Linked DNA regions of Sus scrofa: region 2 is linked to region 1. A link is a contact called in public Hi-C data. All regions are on one chromosome and are shown on one strand. The core of a region is the stretch at or near the end of the contact, and the rest is flanking DNA. Distances in the headings are between cores, read along the strand shown.

Region 1 (5,695 bases), core at 940-3,439:
TAGAATCTGTCCCCAGGACCTACTTTTTTTGGGGGGGGAGGTTGTCACACTCGCAGTATATGGAAATTCCCAGGCTAGGGGTTGAATCGGAGCTATAGCAGCCAGCCTACACCACAGCCACAGCAACGCGGCATCTGAGCTGTGTCTCACCAAACCACAGCTCACAGCAGTGCCGGATCCTTAACCCATTAAATGAGGCCAGGGATCCAACCCACATCCTCGGGGTACTGAGCCATGAAGGGAACTCCCTTCCCATGACATTTTAGGACTTCTGAAAATGGCCTGTCATTTCCCACTGTGGGAAAAAACCCACAGCGATCACTGGCCCCCTTCAGGTCACAAAATCTCTTCTGTGTCTGACCCTCCAGACAGGCTTGGGTGGAGAGGCTGGCCTCACACAGACTGCAGAGATCTGGGGATGCGTGTGTATGCCAGCAGCCTCACAAACATGCGGACATCTGCCTCTCCCTCGGACACATTTCTCAGGTGATAAATGTGGGCGTCTGTGTCAGTGGGAACTTCTTCTGGAGTGGGCCGGGTAACGCTGTTAGGCAGAACTCTCGACAGACTCATAGGCCCCTCACAGCGCCCCTCCACACCCCACTAACTGTACACGACAAGCAGTTAGTGTGTGGTGAGGAACTCTTTCTCCTTCCTTTTTCCTGCCCACAGCTGCAGTGGGGCCCCGGGTCTCAGGGGGCGGATGTCACCTGCCAGGGGTGGGCTTTTTCCCCGCTCCATACCTGGTCTTGTTCCAGGCTCTTAACCCCAGTGAACCCTTTGGGTGGTCACATCCTGGTAAAAGAACTTTAGGGAGCACCTCAACACCACTGCTCAGCAGGCCCTCCTCCCCCACTGTTTCCTCTCCATCAGACAGGCCTCTCTGTCCCTGGTTTTCCCCTACAAATGCCCTTTTTTCAGTGGGGCTGGGTGTAAAGGGACAAAGTAGGGACTTTTTAAAAGGAAGAACTTTACTAGGGAAGTAAGAGAGGAACCAAAATCAAAGCAAGGAAATATCAAAACCTTGGCTGTTTCAGTCTGCCCATTCAGAACCCAGCCCTGCCCTGTTTCTTTGCCTCCCCTCTGAGAAGCTCTGGCCCAACTTCATCCATGTGCAAGACCTTTGCTTGCCCGACCCCTGACCCCTGACAAGGTGCACGAACAGTCAGTGCTCCAGGCTGTTCCAGAGGAGCACAAGCAGGGGTGTCCCTCACTCCAGTCCAGCCTGTCCCAGAGCTTCTGCCTCCTGGACTCAGCTTGCTGGGTCCAGCTTAGATATTAGAACACAGAGGTTTCCATGAGTGGCCAGAGGGTAGGATGGAACGAGGAAGGGGCTGACTGTCAGTAGGGCAAAAAGGGTGGAGGGGGAAAGGCTGCGAAGCGAGAGTAGAGAGTCGAGGGGTGTTTACATAAGAGAATCAGTTTGGTCCCAGATTTTCTGCATCCTCCCAAGGATTGCCACATTCCCAGGAAGAGCTTTGGATCGAGAACTTCCCTGTATGTGGGATTCTTGGCAGCTGTCTAGGACTACAGCAGGAGGGGAGCTGGGCCCATCCCCCCAACCCCCAAACTGACGGAGAGAAAAGTCCCACCAAATCAGGGACCCTTTTCTGGGAACCCACACCTGCGGGGAACGCCAGGATGAACCCCATTGCTAGGACACCCCCCTTCCTCCCGAGAAGCAATGACTGGGGAGATACTCCATAGACAGCTCAGCACAAAAAAGCTCTGACTACACACAGAAAGCCTCCGGACTGGGAAGTGAGGTGAGGAATGTGGGGCAAATCAAGGGAGAGGATGAGGGTGGGTGTTTGAAGCCCAGCTCTGCCAAAGTGGGTCTGGGATGCATGAAAGGGGAGCACAGGCAGGACACAGGAATGAGCCTCAGTAATGTTTCTGTGACACCTCACAACCCCAAACCCCATGCTCTGGACCTCAATTTCCCCTCCCCTGCCCCTCTAACTGGGGATCAGGGGTCCCGTTTGCTTCACTGAACCCATCTGTCTGAGACCAGCTCATATCTTCCTCTTTTGTGACTGTAAGTCACAAGGCAAAGCACTAAGCTGTGTGTAGTCACAGAGGGAACACAGAACCTAAAAGTGTGAAGGGACAGAGGGGAAAGTGGCAAGGAAAGCCTGGAGCCCGTGGAAGAGGGGGGAGACAGGTGGGAGCAGAGGTCCCCAGGATCATGGCTGAGGCCATCACCTACGCAGACCTGCGGTTTGTGAAGGCTCCCCTGAAGAAGAGCGTCTCCAGCCGCCTAGGACAGGGTAAGGGTGGATGAATGTCGCCTTGATGCTGCATCTCCAACCTCCTTCCTGCCCCTCCTTCCACACCCAGATCCCACCTTTTCTCTCCTCTCCAGACCCAGAGGCTGATGAAGATGGAGAACTCACCTATGAGAATGTTCAAGTGCCCCCAGGCCCAGGGGGGCCCTCGATCTTGGCTCCTTCTGGATTAGGGAACAACACAGGTCTGGAGAGCCCAGGGGATGTGTGTCTGCCTGGGGTGGGGTGGTGGGGGTGGTGCTGTGTCTTGAGCTGGGGCGTCCTCAGCATTCTTGGGAGGACAATACCCTTGGAGAGGAGAGGTGTTCTCAGGAAGAGAGTGAACACCACTTATGGGGGCCAGGGAAGGATGAAGCTCCGAGGGTGTGTGTGTGGGGGATCCCAGTGGGGAGCTAGGGCTTTGACGAAGGACCAGGGCAGCCCTGTGGGGAGCTGCGCTCCAATGAGAAATGGGGGGTCCCGGGAGAGAGAAGGGAGGGGAGGGGAGAAGGGTGAGTGCACTCCTGGGGAGAGGGTTTGGGGCAGGCAAATGAGGGGCCCCTGAGGAAAAGATAAAGGGAGACCCAGGAGGGCGACAGAGGGTCCCCCGGGAAGAACAAGGTAAGACCCAGGAGGAACACGACAGTCCCAGGGGAGAAGAGGAACTCCGGGGACCCCGGGCACCGCTAAGGGTGTCCCGGAGCAGTGGCAGAAGGCACCTTAGGACCGACTGGGATCTCGCCGCGGTGAGGGGGGTCGGGGAGGGAGAAGGGGCTTTTCCCCGGCCTTCCTGTCTTCAACCTGGGACCGCTCCCTTCCGCAGGGGCGCAGACTGAGCAGCCAACGGCCGCCTGGAGCTCCTCGACGTCACCAGCTGCCAGGCGGATTCTCCCGCGTGAGTAACGCACGCTCCTCGCCACGCGCGCGCCGCCCTCCGCCCTCCGCCCGGCGGGGCCGCGCGCGGGACCTCGTGCTGGGCGCCTTTCCCCGCCGCTCCCCCTCCAGGGTCCGCGAGGGTGGTCGCGGGAGTCACGTGCGAGCGCCCGCTCCCATGGGTGGTAGTGCTCCGCTCGGAGGTGTGCAGGTCTGGCCAGGGACTGACCTTACTCTGGTCCGCATTCCCTTCTTCGCCCTCTCCCCGGTCTCCATCTGACATTTAGTTCCAGGTCCTACCAGGTAGTGCGCCTCAGTCAGTCCTTACCAGTAACAATGCCCAGCCCTACTTCTGGAACACCTTCCCTCCGCTACCTGCAGAAACTCTGCGGGACAGAAACCACCATGCGTGCTCCAAGTCCTCTGTGGGATGTTCCTTCCCATGAATCTCCCACACTCCCACCCCCTCAGTCTGTTAACTTTCCTGGGGTTCATGAACCCCCATTCCACTGTCTCCCTGCAGGCTGCGCTCGGTACTTCCTTCTGGGCCTGCTCCTCACCTGCCTGCTGTTAGGGGTGGCCGCCATCTGCCTGGGAATGCGCTGTGAGTATGGCGACTACCCCCCATTTCCCACATGCCCCAGACAACCTGCTCCCCCACAGTTGCCCTTCCTCCCCAGCGCCCCGAGTTACCACTACCACATCCTCAGCCTTTCCTCTGGCTTCCAGCCAGGTCTGCTTCAGAGCACTGTGTCTTTCTAAATTGTCTTTAACTAATCCAGTACCTCCTTAAGCTTTAGGCAGTCAGATCTTATAGTCCAGCCTGTTAGGCAGAAAAATTGCCAAGAAACAGAAAAAGGGCTGACGCTGAAGTCTCAGGGCATCAGAGCATGGCTGAAGATGTCCTTCAAATTTTTCTTTATGGCCAAACAGATCTGCAGGTGTCTCGGCAGCTCCAGCAGATGAGCAGGGTTCTGGAAGCCACTAACAGCACCCTGAGGCAGCAGCTGCGCCTAAAGATAACCCAGCTGGGGCAGAGGGAAGAAGATTTGCAGGGGTCCAGGAAGGAGCTGGCTCAAAGTAAGGAAACACTACAAATGGAACAGAAGATTTGCCAGACTACCAGAGAGGAGTTGCAGGCCTGCCAGTTGGACAGGAAGACGACAGATGAAGCCTTGAAAAACAAGGAGGTACAGAGGATAAACTTGGAGCGGAGGCTGAGAAGTATGCAGGACACACTGAAGCCCTTCTTTACATGCTCCTCACCAGGTATGTGCTCTGAGAGAGAAGAGATGGGAGGGTCTGCTGTGAGCAATGGATCGAAGTGAGGAGACACTTGTGACAGGGGTCTGTCCATCTATTAGGGGACCATTGAGTTGTTCAGGAAAGGGGTAGTGAACCGGAATACTTGCCTTGGCCAACGGGGAGAAGGATCTAGCTGGATAAGGATTTAGGGGGACTCACCTAGCTCAAAGGAGGATCCTGTCAAAGGAGGATCCTGTGGAGGAGAGGAGGGTGGCAGCCAGCAATGCAAAATGACACTGTCCAGAGCAGCAAAGTCAGGGCTCATCTGGCTTGACATCAGCATCAAGGATCTGGGCACACCTGAATATGGTTGTGCAATTGGTTGTTTGCATGTTTTTTCTAAAGACAGGCTCTATAGCTTTCTTTCTTTCTTTTTTTTTTTTTTTTGCTTTTTAGGGCCACACCCATGGCATATGGAGGTTCCCGGGCTAGGGCGGCTAGGGGTCTAATCGAAGCTACAGCTGCCAGCCTATACCAGAGCCACAGCAACGCCAGCCGCATCTGCGACCTACTCCATAGGTCATGGCAATGCCGCATCCTTAACCCACTGAGCGAGGCCAGGCATCGAACCCACAACCTCATGGTTCCTAGTTGGATTTGTTTCCGCTGCACCATGACGGGAACTCCAGGATCTATAGCTTTACTTCATTCTTTCCACACCTGAGATTCCCCAAAAGATTAAAAATAACTGATGGAAAAGGTGCAGTCTTGGGTGGGATAAAAAAAGCCGAAGCTCTCACAGTGAGGAGGGTGGGGGTGTGATAGGGCAGGGAACTAGGGTGGGTTGCTTATCCACTTTGAAAGGAGGAGCCCAGCCAGTATGTGGGGATGAGGGAGAGGGAGACATAGAAGGTTTGCCAAAGTAGGCTGAGGTTGAGGCAGTGTCCCTGGCCCAAGGGTACTGGAATGTTCATGGACTGGTTGTCTAGAGGTTAGGCTTTGTCTGGCTCGGGGGCATCTGGATACTCTCCCCAGGCTTAAAACAGAGAGATTTTGTAAGACACCTCCAGCCCTCATTTCTCCAACCTTCTGATTCTCTACAAACCTCAGTTCCATGCCAATGCTGCTTCCATCCCCACAGCTGCTCCCTAGACCTCAGCATCCCAAACTGCTCATCTGAGGAAAGGATGGCTTTAGATCTTCACTCTGACCCCCACTGGCCTCCTCCTGGCTTTCCCCATACTTTTTCTTTAACCTCACAGAGGCTTCCAACCTTCCAACCTGCCAACTCCCATTTCCTCCCTTCCCAT
Region 2 (5,695 bases), core at 1,360-3,859, 80 kb before region 1:
GGGAGCCTCTCATGTTATCACTTTGGTCCCCGAGGCCTCACTACCCAAACAAATGACTGTTGTGAAGGCCATCAACACCCCACCCTCCCGACTCCTTGCCCTCGTCTACCTCTCTGACACTCGCTTTGCCCACAGGTGGTGGCACCTACGATCAGCTCCCCTGTCTGCCAAGAACAGCTGGTGGAAGCCGGTCGACTAGTGGCCAAAGCCGTGGAGGGCTGTGTGTCCGCCTCCCAGGCCGCCACAGAAGATGGGCAGCTGTTGCGAGGAGTGGGAGCGGCAGCCACAGCTGTCACCCAGGCCCTGAATGAGCTGTTGCAGCACGTGAGGGCCCACGCCACAGGGGCCGGGCCTGCTGGCCGCTATGACCAGGCCACTGACACCATTCTCACTGTCACTGAGAACATCTTTAGCTCCATGGGCGATGCTGGTAAGGACACTCTCCCCCAGGAGACAGAGAGCCCAACGAGGTTCCCAGGCCCCTTGGACATTTCCCTTGCAGATCCACCCCCCTCCCCCTGACTCAGCACAGCAGGCTGGGTGTTGAACAGCTGAAACCTCCAGCTGGTTCCCCATATGTAAAACAGGAATATAATCTCTCTGCCTTCCTTGGTGCATTTAAATAACAAACCACAGTGTACACAAAAAGAGAAAGTGGCTTTATTAAGAGTTAGCTGCCCTTACGCCACTCCTTCACCCCCAAAATCCTTCACCAAGAGCCTCATCCTCTCATAACTCCAGGGAAGTCACTTCAAGAACTTTTTTGTCTCTCCTGACTATCCCTAAGAGCCCCACTGGCCTCATCTGCACCACGTCCCTCTCTCTAACACCCTCTCAGTGTCTCTGCTCCCTTCTCTGACTTTGCCTGTGTGTCTCAGGTGAGATGGTGCGACAGGCGCGCATCCTGGCCCAAGCCACCTCTGACCTGGTCAATGCCATCAAGGCTGATGCCGAGGGGGAGAGCGATCTGGAGAATTCCCGCAAGCTATTAAGCGCCGCCAAGATCCTGGCCGACGCCACAGCCAAGATGGTGGAGGCTGCCAAGGTAGAGAGCCTTCTGTGCAGACCCCAGACCGGGGCCCGGAGGGAAGTAGAAAGGTCCCGATGGTCACCCCCATTTACGGGAGAGACCCAGGAAAAGCAGAAGATACAAGACAGCACATATGGGAGCACTGAGGGAGTAAATGCACCCTAGGCAGCGGGCGGGTGGCGCCAGGCTGCCAGCCAGTGTAACGCCCAGAGTCCTCACTGACGAACGGGAAACAGTGCCCTTTTCCTTCTGAGTCCAAGGTCTGCACTTCCTACTTTCCCCTACTTTGCTGCCACCACCTGCCTGCTTCCTGGATCCCTCTGCTTCCTGGGCTTCTGTGAATGCACACGAGCATTAGTCCTGGGGGCTCCGCGCTAGCCGCACAGAGAAGGACAAGGCAGTCGGACACAGGGACACAAGGTTGCAGAGGACCATGAGGAAGAAGCCAAAAGATTCCTGGGCTCTGGGGCTCTTCAGTTTGCAGGAACAACCAGGGCCCCTGCTATCGGACCCTTGAGATCCCTGCTCTAAACTGTGTCCTCCTTGTTCCAGAGAGCCCTGCTCATCCCCGTTTGCAGTAGTATTTTGTGGGGAGTGAGGAAGAAATCTGGCCCCTTCCCTAAAGCGGGGAAGCACAAACAGTTCTACCTGAGGAAGGGCTTTCAGCATCACAGATGGAAGCCAGGGTCCCCCCGAGGCTCCCCATCTGCCCACCAGAGGCAGCCCATCTCAACCACCTTTCAGCGGGGATAGTTAGAAATGATTTCAGGAAAATATACTTGAGTTTGGAGGGGTCAGAGAAGAGCTTATTGAGGATCCACAGAGATGCTGGGCGTAACTGTCCCTCCCACCACCTCTCAGGGAGCAGCCGCCCATCCTGACAGTGAGGAGCAGCAGCAGCGCCTTCGCGAAGCAGCTGAAGGTCTCCGCATGGCGACCAACGTGGCTGCACAGAATGCCATCAAGAAGAAGCTGGTGCAGCGCCTGGAGGTGAGGCTGGAAAACAGGCTAGTGTAGGTGCTGTAGGAGGAATGAACCTGGGAGGGATGTGTGGAGAAAGGGTTAATATTTCCTTGGGGGAGGGAGTTCCCGTCATGGCGCAGCGGAAATGAATCTGATGAGGAACCATGAGGTTGCAGGTTCAACCCCTGGCCTCACTCAGTGGGTTAAGGATCCGGCATTGCCGTGAGCTGTGGTGTAGGTCGCAGACATGGCTCAGATCTGGTGTCGCTGTGGCTCTGGCGTAGGCTGGCAGCTGTAGCTCCGATTAGACCCCTAGCTTGGGAATCTCCATGTGCCGCGAGGGCAGCCCTAAAAAGCAAAAAAAAAAAAAAAGAAAATTTCCTTAGGGGATATCGTGGGCAGGGTAAGCCAAGGATCAGGTATGGGAATGTCTGGGCCTTGTCCTCACTATTCTGCCCTTAAAGCACGCAGCCAAGCAGGCTGCAGCCTCGGCTACACAGACCATCGCTGCCGCCCAACATGCTGCCTCCACCCCCAAGACCACAGCTGGCCCCCAGCCACTGCTGGTGCAGAGCTGCAAGGTGAGATGCCAGGAAGCATGCGGGGGCGGGAGGCGGCCTGTGGGGAGGGGGAAGTCCCCCCGCCTGTGGGGAAGTGGCTCTCATAACCTTTTCACCAACAGGCTGTGGCAGAGCAGATTCCACTGCTGGTGCAGGGCGTCCGAGGGAGCCAAGCCCAGCCCGACAGTCCCAGCGCTCAGCTCGCCCTCATTGCCGCCAGCCAGAGCTTCCTGCAGGCAAGGCACCCTCCGCTCACCACTCACCAGACCCTTCCCACTCTCTCCTCCAAGAGCTCTGATGTAGTCAAGTTAAATCTCAGCCATAGTCTCTCTTCCAATACTGAGCCCAATGCTCACCACATCCTGACCATCATCAGGCCCCTGTACCCAGGCCCAGAGGGCATATGGTGCACTTCAGCTGCCCACCTGTTCCCCAACAGCCAGGTGGGAAGATGGTGGCAGCCGCGAAGGCCTCGGTGCCAACAATTCAGGACCAGGCTTCAGCCATGCAGCTGAGTCAGTGTGCGAAAAACCTCGGCACTGCGTTGGCCGAACTCCGTACCGCTGCCCAGAAGGTATGGAAGCTGGCCGTCTCTTGGGAAGATGAGGGTGGGGACCCGGAATGATGGAGAATCTGTTCAGATATCCTAAAGTGGATAATAGTGTAACCTGAGGCACCAGTGAGACAGCTGTACCTCCTACATCTCAAACCCCACTTTGTAGGCTCAGGAAGCATGTGGGCCTTTGGAGATGGATTCTGCTCTGAGCGTGGTACAGAACCTAGAGAGAGACCTGCAGGAAGTGAAGGCAGCAGCTCGAGATGGCAAGCTTAAACCCTTACCTGGCGAGACGGTGGGTATTCGTAAGAACGTGTTGTTTTTTTTCTTAGGGCTGCACCCGCAGCACGGGGAAGTTAACAGGCTGTGGGTCAAATCAGAGCTGCAGCTGCTGGCCTACGCCACAGCCACAGCAACTTGGGATCTGAGCCTCGCCCACGACCTACACCACAGCTCACGGCAATGCTAGATCCTTAACCCACTGAGTGAGGCCAGGGATCGAACCCGCAACCTCATGGTTCCTAGTCGGATTCCTTAACCACTGAGCCACGTCAGGAACTCCCATAAGAGCTCATTCTTATTCAAGCCCCGAAGTCTTCTTACCTGTGCCCAAAGTCCTGGAGCTGCCCAGAACCTCCATTTAACCTGCCATCTGTCCCTAAGTAGCTTCTCAAGTTCCCCCTCCCCTGTTCCTCCTGTACCTGAGTCTCCCAGTCTCTCCTTCATCCCTAGATGGAGAAATGTGCCCAGGACCTGGGCAACAGCACCAAAGCAGTCAGCTCCGCCATTGCCCAGCTGCTGGGGGAGGTTGCCCAGGGCAATGAGAATTATGCAGGTATGTGGGCAGGGCCAGAAATGAGGCATGCGGTGAGGAGGATGGGGAACCAGAGCGGGATGAGTGGGGGAAACCAGCGCCAGGGCCTGGCAGTGAGGGTGCCTCTTCCCTTCCTTCCTCTCTCCTTGTCTCCCTCCCTCCCCAGGTATTGCTGCTCGGGAAGTGGCAGGTGGGCTGCGGTCACTGGCCCAAGCCGCTAGGGGTGTAGCTGCCCTGACATCAGACCCTGCGGTGCAAGCCATTGTGCTTGACACAGCCAGTGACGTCCTGGACAAGGCCAGCAGTCTCATCGAGGAGGCGAAAAAGGCAGCTGGCCATCCAGGGGACCCTGAGAGCCAGCAGCGGCTTGCCCAGGTCAGGTCCTGGGAGGGGGCCACCTCCTCCCTCTCCCCCAGATCCCATCAGAAGGCCCACCCTGCCTGGGGAGAGTCCGTCCACACCGATAGCTCTTCCCTGGATTCCGCCCTTCCTGCTCTCAGTCTTGGTAGACATGTCTCAGCTAGACTGGGACAGGAGCCCAGCTAGACACTGCATTTGGGGAAGTTTGATCCCCATCACTTCAGCCCATTCAGCTACAACACCCCTTTTCCGCTTTCACTTTCAGAGGCTCCTGTGGGTGGAGGAGGGGATCTCCCACTTGTTTCCATTTTGGCAGCCCCCGTCTCCTTTCCCACCTCAGGTGGCTAAAGCTGTGACCCAGGCCCTGAACCGCTGTGTCAGCTGCCTGCCTGGCCAGCGAGATGTGGACAACGCCCTGAGAGCGGTGGGAGACGCCAGCAAGCGACTCCTGAGTGACTCGGTAGGAGGACAGGGCTGTGGGGGAAACGGGATGAAGAGATCCAAGCTACTTCTGCCTCTAGACCTGTCCTTGACCCTGCCTTCCCGGATTTATCCCCTGACATTGCCCGCAGGCCCTGTGCCCACCTCCCATGCTCCTGTACCAGACTCTCCGCTGCACCACTTCCCATTCTTGCACTGACTTTCTCTCTGACCCTGCAGCTTCCCCCCAGCACGGGGACTTTTCAAGAAGCTCAGAGCCGACTGAATGAAGCTGCTGCTGGGCTCAATCAGGCAGCCACAGAACTGGTGCAGGCCTCTCGGGGAACCCCTCAGGACCTGGCTCGAGCCTCAGGTCGCTTTGGACAGGACTTCAGCACCTTCCTGGAAGCCGGTGTGGAGATGGCAAGCCAGGCACCGGTACGAAGAGGCACAGGGTCTGGTTCAAGGGTTAGATGGGAGGCATCTGCGGGACCACTGAGTCCTGACCCGCTCCTGGCTCCCTCCCCTCCCCAGACTCTAGCAGTGCTTGAGTGTCTGGGACAGAAGATCCCTTTTAGAGACAGATAAGAAGGGACGGGACAATGTGTTGACCTTCTCGCCTCCAACAGAGCCAGGAGGACCGTGCCCAGGTCGTGTCCAACTTGAAGGGCATCTCCATGTCTTCGAGCAAACTTCTCCTGGCTGCCAAGGCCCTGTCTACAGACCCTGCTGCCCCCAACCTCAAGAGTCAGCTGGCTGCCGCTGCCCGGTGAGTAAGAGCTGGGAAACCCAGCCCTAGAATGTTGAAGAGACTGGGGGGGCGGGGGACATTTTATGAAAAGTCCCTGGCTTAGGGGTGCTTACAGACAAAAGAGAAATAGCTAGAGACATCCCTCATGTACAAGACACAGAAATGATGACCTGTGCACCCATCCATTCCGCTTTCTGTTCCTCCAGGGCTGTGACCGACAGTATCAACCAGCTCATCACTA

What was found. A called contact is a pair of places that touch in the nucleus more often than the background predicts.
Region 2: a contact with region 1 is called in a Hi-C map of blood, with 1.9 times the contacts expected there. The contact joins the enhancer-like site here to the promoter of CD72 in region 1. A contact is called at or near these places in 7 of 47 Hi-C or Micro-C datasets (blood, embryonic fibroblasts, epiblast stem cells and 3 more) and 2 of 2 datasets of contacts at active chromatin or transcription factors (alveolar macrophages and skeletal muscle).

What each region holds. Positions count from the first base shown.
Region 1 is chr1:236,349,922-236,355,616 of Sscrofa11.1, reverse strand. CD72 (CD72 molecule) reads left to right here and starts at 2,189. Exons shown (of 9, transcript NM_001097493.1): 1 at 2,189-2,270; 2 at 2,366-2,473; 3 at 3,091-3,162; 4 at 3,664-3,744; 5 at 4,074-4,409. The coding sequence starts at 2,189.
Region 2 is chr1:236,430,270-236,435,964 of Sscrofa11.1, reverse strand. It overlaps TLN1 (talin-1), which reads left to right. Exons shown (of 57, transcript XM_021065688.1): 19 at 136-430; 20 at 879-1,045; 21 at 1,892-2,020; 22 at 2,458-2,574; 23 at 2,676-2,789; 24 at 2,993-3,127; 25 at 3,276-3,404; 26 at 3,842-3,944; 27 at 4,090-4,298; 28 at 4,624-4,743; 29 at 4,944-5,141; 30 at 5,333-5,472; 31 at 5,661-5,695. Among named protein-coding and RNA genes, the nearest start is that of TLN1, 18 kb to the left of the region's middle. Within about 2 kb of position 2,609, at least 2 of the 83 cell types and tissues checked have an H3K27ac peak or open chromatin away from gene starts, as enhancers often do.